Regions from separate parts of the Muntiacus reevesi genome. Here region 2 is linked to region 1. A link is a contact called in public Hi-C data. All regions are on one chromosome and are shown on one strand. Each heading gives the region's core, a stretch centred on a gene start, on an enhancer-like site or on the middle of the called end of the contact. The rest is flanking DNA. Distances are from core to core; before and after follow the strand shown. Region 1 holds the start of ABRAXAS1 (abraxas 1, BRCA1 A complex subunit). Region 2 holds the start of COPS4 (COP9 signalosome subunit 4).

What was found. A called contact is a pair of places that touch in the nucleus more often than the background predicts.
Region 2: a Hi-C map of blood shows a contact between it and region 1, with 5 times the contacts expected there. The contact joins the promoter of COPS4 here to the promoter of ABRAXAS1 in region 1. A contact is called at or near these places in 2 of 3 Hi-C or Micro-C datasets (blood and muscle).

What each region holds. Positions count from the first base shown.
Region 1 is chr22:18,212,357-18,217,456 of mMunRee1.1, forward strand. ABRAXAS1 (abraxas 1, BRCA1 A complex subunit) reads left to right here and starts at 2,929. Exons shown (of 10, transcript XR_010660306.1): 1 at 2,929-3,049.
Region 2 is chr22:18,612,093-18,616,636 of mMunRee1.1, forward strand. It overlaps COPS4 (COP9 signalosome subunit 4), which reads right to left and starts at 2,151. Exons shown (of 9, transcript XM_065914358.1): 1 at 1,979-2,151. The coding sequence starts at 2,052.

The sequences.
Region 1 (5,100 bases), core at 1,679-4,178:
AGGCTTCCTCTTTCTGGAAACTAGCTCCCATCCTTAAAGCTATCTAGCCCACCCCTCTCACTCCCCAACAATCACGTTAGCATACAGAAGACACTACTGTCATGCTAGAGACGACAAGGATTTTAGGAATTCTGTTCTTGGATGCAGGAACAAAATCAAATGTATTTTTTACTATACCATTGCTATCCTAATGAGTATGATGCGGTCCATCATTAAAGTTTTTGGCATTTTTTTTAAAGATATGATTTTATTTATTTATTTTTGGCGGTGCTGGGTCTTCGCTGCTTTTTGCTCTGGCTTTCTCTAGTTGTGATGAGCGAAGGCTACTCTTTATTGTGGTGCTCGGGCTTCTTATTGCGGTGGTTTCTCTCACGGGCTTCAGTAGTTGCAGCGCTCAGGTCAGTAGTTAAGGCACATGGGCTCAGGTGCTCCTTGCGTGTGAATCTTCCTGAACCAGGGATCGAAGCCGTGTTCCGTGCACTAGCAAGTGGATTCATGTCCATTGTGCCACCATTTTTGTTTTTTAATTTTTATTTTATATTGGAGTATAGTTGATTAACAATGTTGTGTTAGTTTTAAGTATACAGCAAAATGAATCAGTTATACATATACAAGTATCTATTCTTTTTCAGCTTCTTTTCCCTTTTAAGTTAATACAGAATGCTATACGGTGGGCCATTATGGTTTTGATTTGCATTATCCTAATGACTAACTCCGGGAGTTGGTGATGGACAGGGAGGCCTGGCGTGCTGCGATTCATGGGGTCGCAAAGAGTCGGCCATGACTGAGCGACTGAACTGAACTGAACTGAATGACTAGTGATGTTAAGTATTTTTTCATGTACTTGTTGAGTGCATGTTCAGTCACTCAGTCGTGTCCAACTCTTTGCAACCCCATGGACTGTAGCCCACCAGGCTCCTCTGTCCATGGAATTTTTCCAGGCAAGAATACTGGAGCGGGTTGCCTTTATCTACTCCAAGGATTCCTGACCCAGGGATCAAATCAGGTCTCTTGTGTCTCCTGCATTGGCAGCTGGATTCTTTACCACTAGCACCACCTTAGAAACCTGTGCATCTTCTTTACAGAAAAGTCTACTCAAATCCTTTGCTAATTTTTTTCTGCTGTCATTGAATATATATTCAATATATATTACATATATTCTTTATATATATTCTGGATATTAATCCCTTATCAGATACATGATTCACAAATACTTCTCTTTTCTGTAGGTTGCCTTTTCACTCTCCTGATAATGTCGTTTGATGGACAAAAGTTTTTAATAAAATTCATCTTTTTTTTCCCTTTGGTGTTACACACAAAAAAATCATGGCCAAATCCACTGTCATGAAGATTCCCCCCATGTTTTCTTCTAAGAATGCTAGTTTTAGGTCTTTCATTTAGGTATTTCATTCCTTTTGAGCCAATTGTTGTATATGGCATAAAGTAAGGGTTTAATTACATTCTTTTGCATTTATTGAAAAACCTGTCCCTCCCCAATGAATTGTCTTGGCAATCATGTCAAAAATCATTCACTCTTGTATGTGAGGGTTTACTTTCAATGTCTTGGACAAACTTTAAAAAAAAGTTTTTAATCCTTTAGATCATTACTACCTATAAAATACAACTTAAGTGAAAATCTTTTTGTATTAACAGTGACTTTGCTGAGACAACAGCAAAAACTTAATTTTAGAGAAAAAACATAACTTCTAATGCTGTACATGTCTTCACTATGTTAGTCAAATATGGCTGCTACACAACAAAACCCAGAAACAAGCAATATTAATTTAATTCAGTAGTCTGATATATAGCTAGCTTTCATTTAAAAACCATAGCTTTATATATCATGTGTGGAAAATTGTTAATTCATAATCTTCCTATTCCCCTTGAAGACAAGTTAAAATTTTACATAATCTCCTGCTCAATCTTCCTCTGTAACTCAGCTTGCTCCTTGCAAAGTCTGGATCACATAGGTCATATAGTCTCAGAAAGTGGGGACTTACAATACTAGGAACTGGAGCTTATCTCGGTCATCCTTGTCCTGCTCTTTGCAATTGTCCAGCCCCTGCAAACCTGCTTAATCATGCCTGTCCATGTAAAGGTCAGGCAGCCCCCTCCCCATCTTGACCACCGTTTCCGTGTGTGCAAAACCCCTTAGTTTAAACCAGCCTATTAGCAGCTAGTGTTGCCCACTATAGTTTGTGTATAAAAGCTCTGTAACCCCTTTGTTCCGGGCTCAGAGCTTGGAGCGTTAACTCCTCTGGGCCCGCTGGCGTAATCAACCTGAGTTCTCCAGCTCTCTGACTCTGGGGCTTGGTTTCTCGATTACTGGTTTCTGTAGCACCCTTATCAAATGATCATCAGTATGTCTGTAACTATCATTAACTTGTCAGAACAAGGTTAAACAGTCTGTATATTCTTTGAATTGAGTTCTCAATTTTCTAAAAGCGAACACTCAGAGAAATCCATCTCCCTCCCTCACTCCACGAGATGAAACATCACTAGAGAGTTCTAGAAGAGACATTCTCTGACATTGTCATTAGTATTCTAGAAGTTTCAAATGGTAAAGCGTAGCATCTGACACTGTGAAAGCTCCAAACGTGGCATTTCCATTGTGTTATTATGCCACTAGGCAATGCTTCTATTCTGTCAGCTGTTTTCATTTCCCATACTTTCGCATCTATGCCAGGGCCCCTCAGAAGCAGTTAGCTGCTAAGGCGCTATTCCTGGCCCTGGACAGAGCAGTTGCCCAACACCCAGAAAGACGGACCTGAGCACCAGTTACAACCTCTTCACCGCGGCATCCCCACCAGAGGGCGCCCAAGCCTCGCCCGCCGGCCCGCGACCCCGCGGAGCGCGCCGTGGCCACTGCGCAGGCGCAGACCCGCCTCCTCGGGCGACTCCGCCTCCTCACTCGGCCCCGCCCACGCCCCGCCCCCTGGAGTCGCGCGGCGGCGACGGAAGCATGGAGGGCGAGAGCACGTCGGCGGTGCTCTCCGGATTTGTGCTCGGCGCGCTCGCCTTCCAGCACCTCAACACCGACTCGGACACGGTGAGCCGAGGGCGGGGGCGGGATGCGGCGTCGCCTCGGAAGGCCCCCCCCAGCCCCCGCGCTTGGGCGACGTCCGGGCCGCCGCTGCTCGGGGCCGGCCCGTGGGCTCCCCGCCGCCGCCGCCCGGGCTCTCCGCCGTCGGCGCTGCCTTCTCTCGCTCCCGGGCGGTCCTAGAGGTGCCTTCTCCAGGTTCAGCGCCCCTCTTGGAACCAGCGCTTGCGTTCCCGTGCCTCGCACGCCCCCGTGTCTCTCGGCAGTCCCCCTTTTCTGGTCGAACTCGGTCGTGAAGGAATAGAAAGTTCACACAGCGTTCCCGCCGCGGCTGGGAACGTTGCGGGTTAACTTGCTCCTCGCTCCCGACCGTGGTTTTCGCAGACAACTCGGTGTTTCCCTTGCGGGGCCGCAGTTGGGCACGTTTGCTCACATGGATGGCTCGTAAAGGAAAGATGGATGATGCCACCGGTGGCTGTTTTGGCGTCAGTCTTAGTACGCGGAAAAGATCTGTATCGGGTATCTGACTTTTGTTTGCATTGTTGTCAAATTTATTAAGCTATGGCCTCGGCTTTCGCTTTTGTAAGCGTACATTTAAGTACATTTAAGCGTACATTTAAGCTATGGCTTCAGCTTTCGCTTTTATAAGCGTACATTTAAGTACATTTGAGCGTACATTTAAGTACAGCCTCCAATATGAAATATTTAAATCCTGATTTCACACTTTTGCCTAGGTTCAAGACCTTCTAGATAAAGTTAAGTAATAAAGTAGTTTTTGTTTTTTTAATTGAGCCTATTTTTAAAACTTTTTATTTATGGAACTAAAAACCAGTGTAAAACTTGGAGCCGGAGGAGTAGTGTCAGAGAGAGGAAGTGCTTTGTGTTAGTCGTTCAGTCGTGTCCGACTTTTTGCGACCCTATGGGCTGTACAGCTTGCCAGGCTCCTCTGTCCTTGGTATTCTCCAGGCAAGAATACTGGATTGCCATTCCCTTCTCCAGGGGATCTTCCTAAACCCAGGAATCAAACCTAGGCCTCCTGCATTGCAGGCAGGTTCTTGGCCGTCTGAGCCAAAGAAAGGAAGTGCTTAGTAACTTGCTAAGAGGGTTTAGGGAATATCTATACCAAACCTCATGATTTCTGCTAAATGTTGTGACTTTCATTTTGTAATAAAGGCTTGTCTTTTCCAAAACAGTATTTTGGCGCAGTTCTAATAAGGTTGGAATTGATAGTTTTTGTGTATGCAAATTTAAATTACATTGTAGCTTAACACCTAGCCTAGAGCAAATATATGATGATTTAAAATGCCTGTAGTTGTGGAAATTATCTTCGACTATCTTAGTGTAAATATAAACAAGAATGGGTTTAATCCTATGTAGCTTAAAGGATTAGCACTTGCAAAGTACCATACTGTTAGGGCTTTGCTTCTCAGATCTTTCTCCTAAAGCCTTTAAAAGGTGGTTTTCTGGGTAGTTGTATTGTCTTCTGTTGTCTCTTTTCCAGGGGTTTGTCTAGAACACTATAGAGTTCTGGACTGTTCCCGTTTGATTCTAATGAAGACTCACATTGTGGAAACATTGCTTTGTGTTCTTCTTCTAATGAATTTTTAAAAGTAGTCTTAACTAATTATAAAGGTTAAAAATTCATTGTCAAGCACATTGGGTCTCTAAGTGTACCAAGAGAAATAATTGAATTCTTTGAAATTCACAGAAGTCACTGCTGTTGTGGCAAGATGCCTACATCTTAAAAAGAACCAGGCTCCTCTTTTATAAAGCAGACTCTGATATTGATTTCCAGATCATTAATAATGAGCACAGTTCTTAATCTAAAAAGCCCATCTTGTGTCATTTCATAGCACAGAAGCCATCACTGACTCTCAGAAGCCCGTGCCATTGATGGTCGGGCTAGTCATTTGGGATGGTCAGTTATTGGCACTGTTCCTTCTACCTATGATTTTCTTACAGATGGGTGGTGGGTCAGTGGATAAGTTGTGTCCAACTCTTGTGACCCCATGGACTGTAGCCTGCCCAGCTCCTCTGTCCATGGGATTTCCCAGGCACGA
Region 2 (4,544 bases), core at 901-3,400, 400 kb after region 1:
GGCCAAGACTTTCCTTAAGAAGCACTGGCTATCAGTTATCAAGTACTTTATTCCATTTAATCTTCACAACAATCCGTGTACTAGACTCTTGCAATAATGGCATCCAGTTACTGCCTTCCCCTTACTACGCCCCTCTGCAATGTAACCTGGCCACCCTTCCCATAGAGGTAGATTGCATTTCCTCTAGCCGTGAATCCAGCCTGGTCTTCTTACTCTGACCAGTGCTTGAGACATGATGTTGTGAGACTTCCTTCCTTAAGAGGGCTTGCCAGCTGTTTCTTTCACCCCATTGGAACCTTCCTAAGGCCCTGAACGAGAGACAGTGTGCAGAGAGACCCAGACAACAGCTACAAGTGTATGCATGAGTGGGCCCAGACAAGACCAGCGAAACAACCTAGTTGATCTAAAGCATATTGAGAAATTATACTTCTTTTACACCACTAAGTTTTTGATTTGTTACAGAGCAGTAAATAACTGATGTACCCAGGAAGGTAGATACTACTGTTTATCTGCAATTCAGAGCTGAGAAAGTAAATGCTTAGCTTAAGTTTCAGAATTCTGCAAATACGTGAAAACTGTATCTCTTCTGATAACTAATACTCTTATCTTTTTTTTTTAACAAAATAAAAAGGAAAGCAAACATGGAAAAAAAATATAAGCAAGTTTTACTTTCATCCAAATCTATCAAAATTACATGCAAAAAGAATTAAGCAGTGAGACATATTCAATTTATTTCCAACCCAGGGATTAAGTCAATATGTACTTATCAGCTTCTTAATAATAGTAACAGTAAGGAGGACAATCCTGTGGCTCTTTCTAAGTGCCAGGTACTGTTCTAGGTGCATATACACACTCTATTCATTTTGTCCTCAGACAGATTATCTTATAATTATCCCATCTTCCTGAGAGGGAAATTGCCCCGCAAAGTAGTTAAGCCCAAGAGCACTGCTAAATTTCCCACTGATATACTGGATTACGTTTACTAGCAGACAAAACGCATTACAGCCTACATAAAACAAAGTCAATGTTTCAATGGCCAGGTTAAAACAGGTGTAGCCTGTTGAAACGGAGCAAGGTGATCTTAGCTGTCAAATGTAAATAAGATCAACTTGAGAAGCACATTTTAAACAGAATTCATGTTCATTACAAAAAAAAATAGTGCTGTGAAATCTACAAAGAGGAAACAGACTATCTATCTCCCTATCTATCTATCTATCTGTCTAGATGTAATTAACACTGTTGAATAACTGACTGCAGGGCAGGCACAAATCACAAATTTAAGCTGGAGTGGACCTAACCCTTCTACATAAATTCCGACAAAATTTCTAATCATCTGTTTAAAATTCTGCAAACATCACTCCTCTAGACATCCTGACCCACGTTGTGGTGACATTCCTCCATGCCCTTCTTCAGAGCTGGTGGCGGGGAGAGACAGTACCCAAAACACAACCCACAGAAGATGGTTCAAGTAGTTCTGGACGACATGATAGCGGCCATACCTCCTCAGCCCCCGTCAGCCTCAAGAAGCCATCTCCCCGGAAAACTCTGCACCAAGGTTCCGGAATATAAATGGCCCTCAGTCAAAGAGAAAAAACGGGCGGAGCAGAGGCAAACAGAGGCCAGAATTCGGTGTGAGAGGCCAGCCAGCGATGGGAAGGGGCACCAGAGAAGGCTTAGAAGGCCATGGGAGCAGTCGTCCCACAGACCGCGCTTCTAGAATCTTAAGAGAACGTAAAGGATGCCATCAAGGGCTGAAAAAGTTGACAGCCACTTCAGATCTAAGGTCCTGAGCGCTCCCTGCACAAGGTCCCCTCCAGTTTTCTGCTGCTCCCAGCATCTGCCTCCACGACCGACCTCAGGCCCGCCCCCTTGGTCTTCAGGCCCGCTCCTAGCTTCACATCCGAAAGCCGCCGTCAATCCAAGGAGAACAAGTCTCTGGCTTGCCTCTCCACCTCCCAGGCCCCCAGGAAATACTCACTTGCCCGCCAGATCTTTATGAGAGCCGCTCGAATTCATGAGCTGGGCCAAATCCTGCCGCACGGCTGCCGCCATCTTTCTCCCAGCTCGGCGGAGGCTGCTGGGCCTCTCGCGGCCGAAAGAAACCGAGTGTAGTCCTCCAGAGTGCGGCTAGAGGGAACCCGAGATGCCACAGAGTAGCGCCTGTGTAGGCCAGAACGCCGAGTGTGGGCGCCTGCGTTAGGCCCGCCCCCAGGGTTGATTGACGCGAAGCTCCACTCCTCAAATCCTAGGCCCGCCCGGGCTTCTCTTACAGGCTCGGGCTCGCGCGCTCCCACTCCGGATTGGCGGATGAACTCCAAGGGACTGTGTCGCTTGTGCAACCCCAGTAAGTGCCCGATTCGCAAAACTTCGGGGTTTTCGTCAAGTTCCGTGTCTCCTGTCGTAGTTTACCATCCCTTGTTCTTTAAGGCTGCACTCCAACTACCCGTGGTAAAGAACGAGTTATTTTTGTTTACAATTTACCACAAGACCGGTACTTTTGTAAACTACAGTGAAAAATGTCCCCGTTCCCTTCCCACTCTGCGTCTGTATATAGATTGATCATACATCCCAGTTTGTCTAGGACAGTGCCATTTTCCATCTGTCGTCCTGGAATAATTGTTAATAACATGCCCTTTCACTCTGGAAACTGCTCCATTTGGATGATCGCCTTACCTTGATCCGTAATTGTATTTATGTATTTATATAGGCGTGCAAATTTCTACAGTCTTACCTACAAAGGATGTTAGACTTTTGAATTTTTGCCACTTTATATGTGAAAAAGAACATGTTCTCTGGAGAAGGGGAAAGAAAAGAAGTCTAGAACAAGGAAATCCTTTGAGAAAGTAATGTGGCGATTTGTTGTCTTTATTATTCTAGTTCCGTCGCTAAGTCGTGTCCAAATCTTTACGACCCCATGGACTGCAGCAAGCCAGGCTTTCCTGTCCTTCGCTCTCAGTTCAGATGTCCCTCCATAGTTAAAAACTTGGTGAGATCTCCATGCCTGGCAACTGTGAGTCTGGATATTTAGTTTCCTTTTGCCTGGGTCAAAGGAAAGGATGGTTTTGGAGAGTCAACCAGCAGTCTCCATTGCCATTTGTCCCTCTAATCAAAATACATTATCTCTGTGTATCCTTCTTACCGTAGGACACGCAACCCTAAAGAAGAGAGTTCAAGTTCCCACTCAGTTCCTGTATCAGCCTAAAATCCAGGATGTCTGATAATGTACAACCCTCTCCAAAAGTTTGGATGTAATTGTTCATGGCCCAAACATATATACACTATAGAACAAATTATCTGTCTCAGGCCCAAATATGTAATACAAATCAATAGAGGAGCAAGGACAGAAGGAATAGGATAACTGCAGTTCCAAAAAAGAGTGGGAAACACAGTAGTTACTTGTCCACAGCAATGGTAGAATCCTGCCCAGGAATTATGAACACCCACTGCAGTTGTTACACCTGCATGGTGGTCAGACACCATGGTTAGTACTGCATTTTAAGAGGATAATTACACTGTTCATTGTATTCAGTGGGCCCCATCTTTGCCTTCTGAATACAAGTTAACTGGATGTTGGAGGGTATTCCCTCTCTAGGGGAACGCTTTAGGACTTGAACAGTTGAGGGCATTTGTAGACCAGGGTTTTGAAGTGGGATTTTTTTTAACATAATTTCATGGAATATTCAGTAAACTCTGCTTCCTTTACAGACAGTTTCATGTGCTAATAAACATACTCAAAGTTGTTTTTGAAGTGAAGTGTTAATTGCTCAGTCATGTCCAGCTCTTTGCAATCCCATGGACTGTAGCCCACCAGGCTCCTCTGTTCTCCTCTCTAGGCAAGAATACTGGAGTGGGTTGCCATTTCCTCCTCCAAGGGATCTTCCCGACTCAGGGATTGAACCCAGGTCTCTTGCATTGTAGGCAAATTCTTTAATGTCTGAGCCACCAGGGAAGCTCCTAAAGTTTTTTTTTTTTAAAGTAGTCATTAAATCTGCCCTATATCCTGACTTCCATATGCAACCCATTCTTAACATCTTAATGATGGCATCCTTGAAATCATCTGAAAGAATAAGCTTAAGTAGAAGAGAACTCTATTAGTTTGATTTTTGCTTCAGTGTATCTTTCCTTTCTGTTGTTTTTTATTTATGTGTGTTTGCAAAAAAAAAAAAAAAAATCACATTGGGCTCTGAGAAATCTCTAAGCCAAGTTTTCTCTCCTGTAATTTAGGGTTACACAAGCTGTCAACTTTTTCAACTTAGTGAAGTTCCAGAATTTCCAGACATTCTGTTCTCTGTCTAGCCTAACTTCAAGCTTTACATGTAGTACCTTATGCGTGCATGCTCAGTTACCCCTGACTCTTTGCGGCCCCATGGGCTGTAGCTCTCCAGGCTCCTCTGCCCATGGAATTTTCCAGGCAAGAAATACTGGAGTGGGGTGCCATTTACTACTCTAGGGGATCTTGGTAACCCAGTGATTGAACCTGAATCTCGTGTCTCCTGCACTGGCAGGCAAATTCTTTCCCACTAGTGCCACCTGGGAAACTCTTG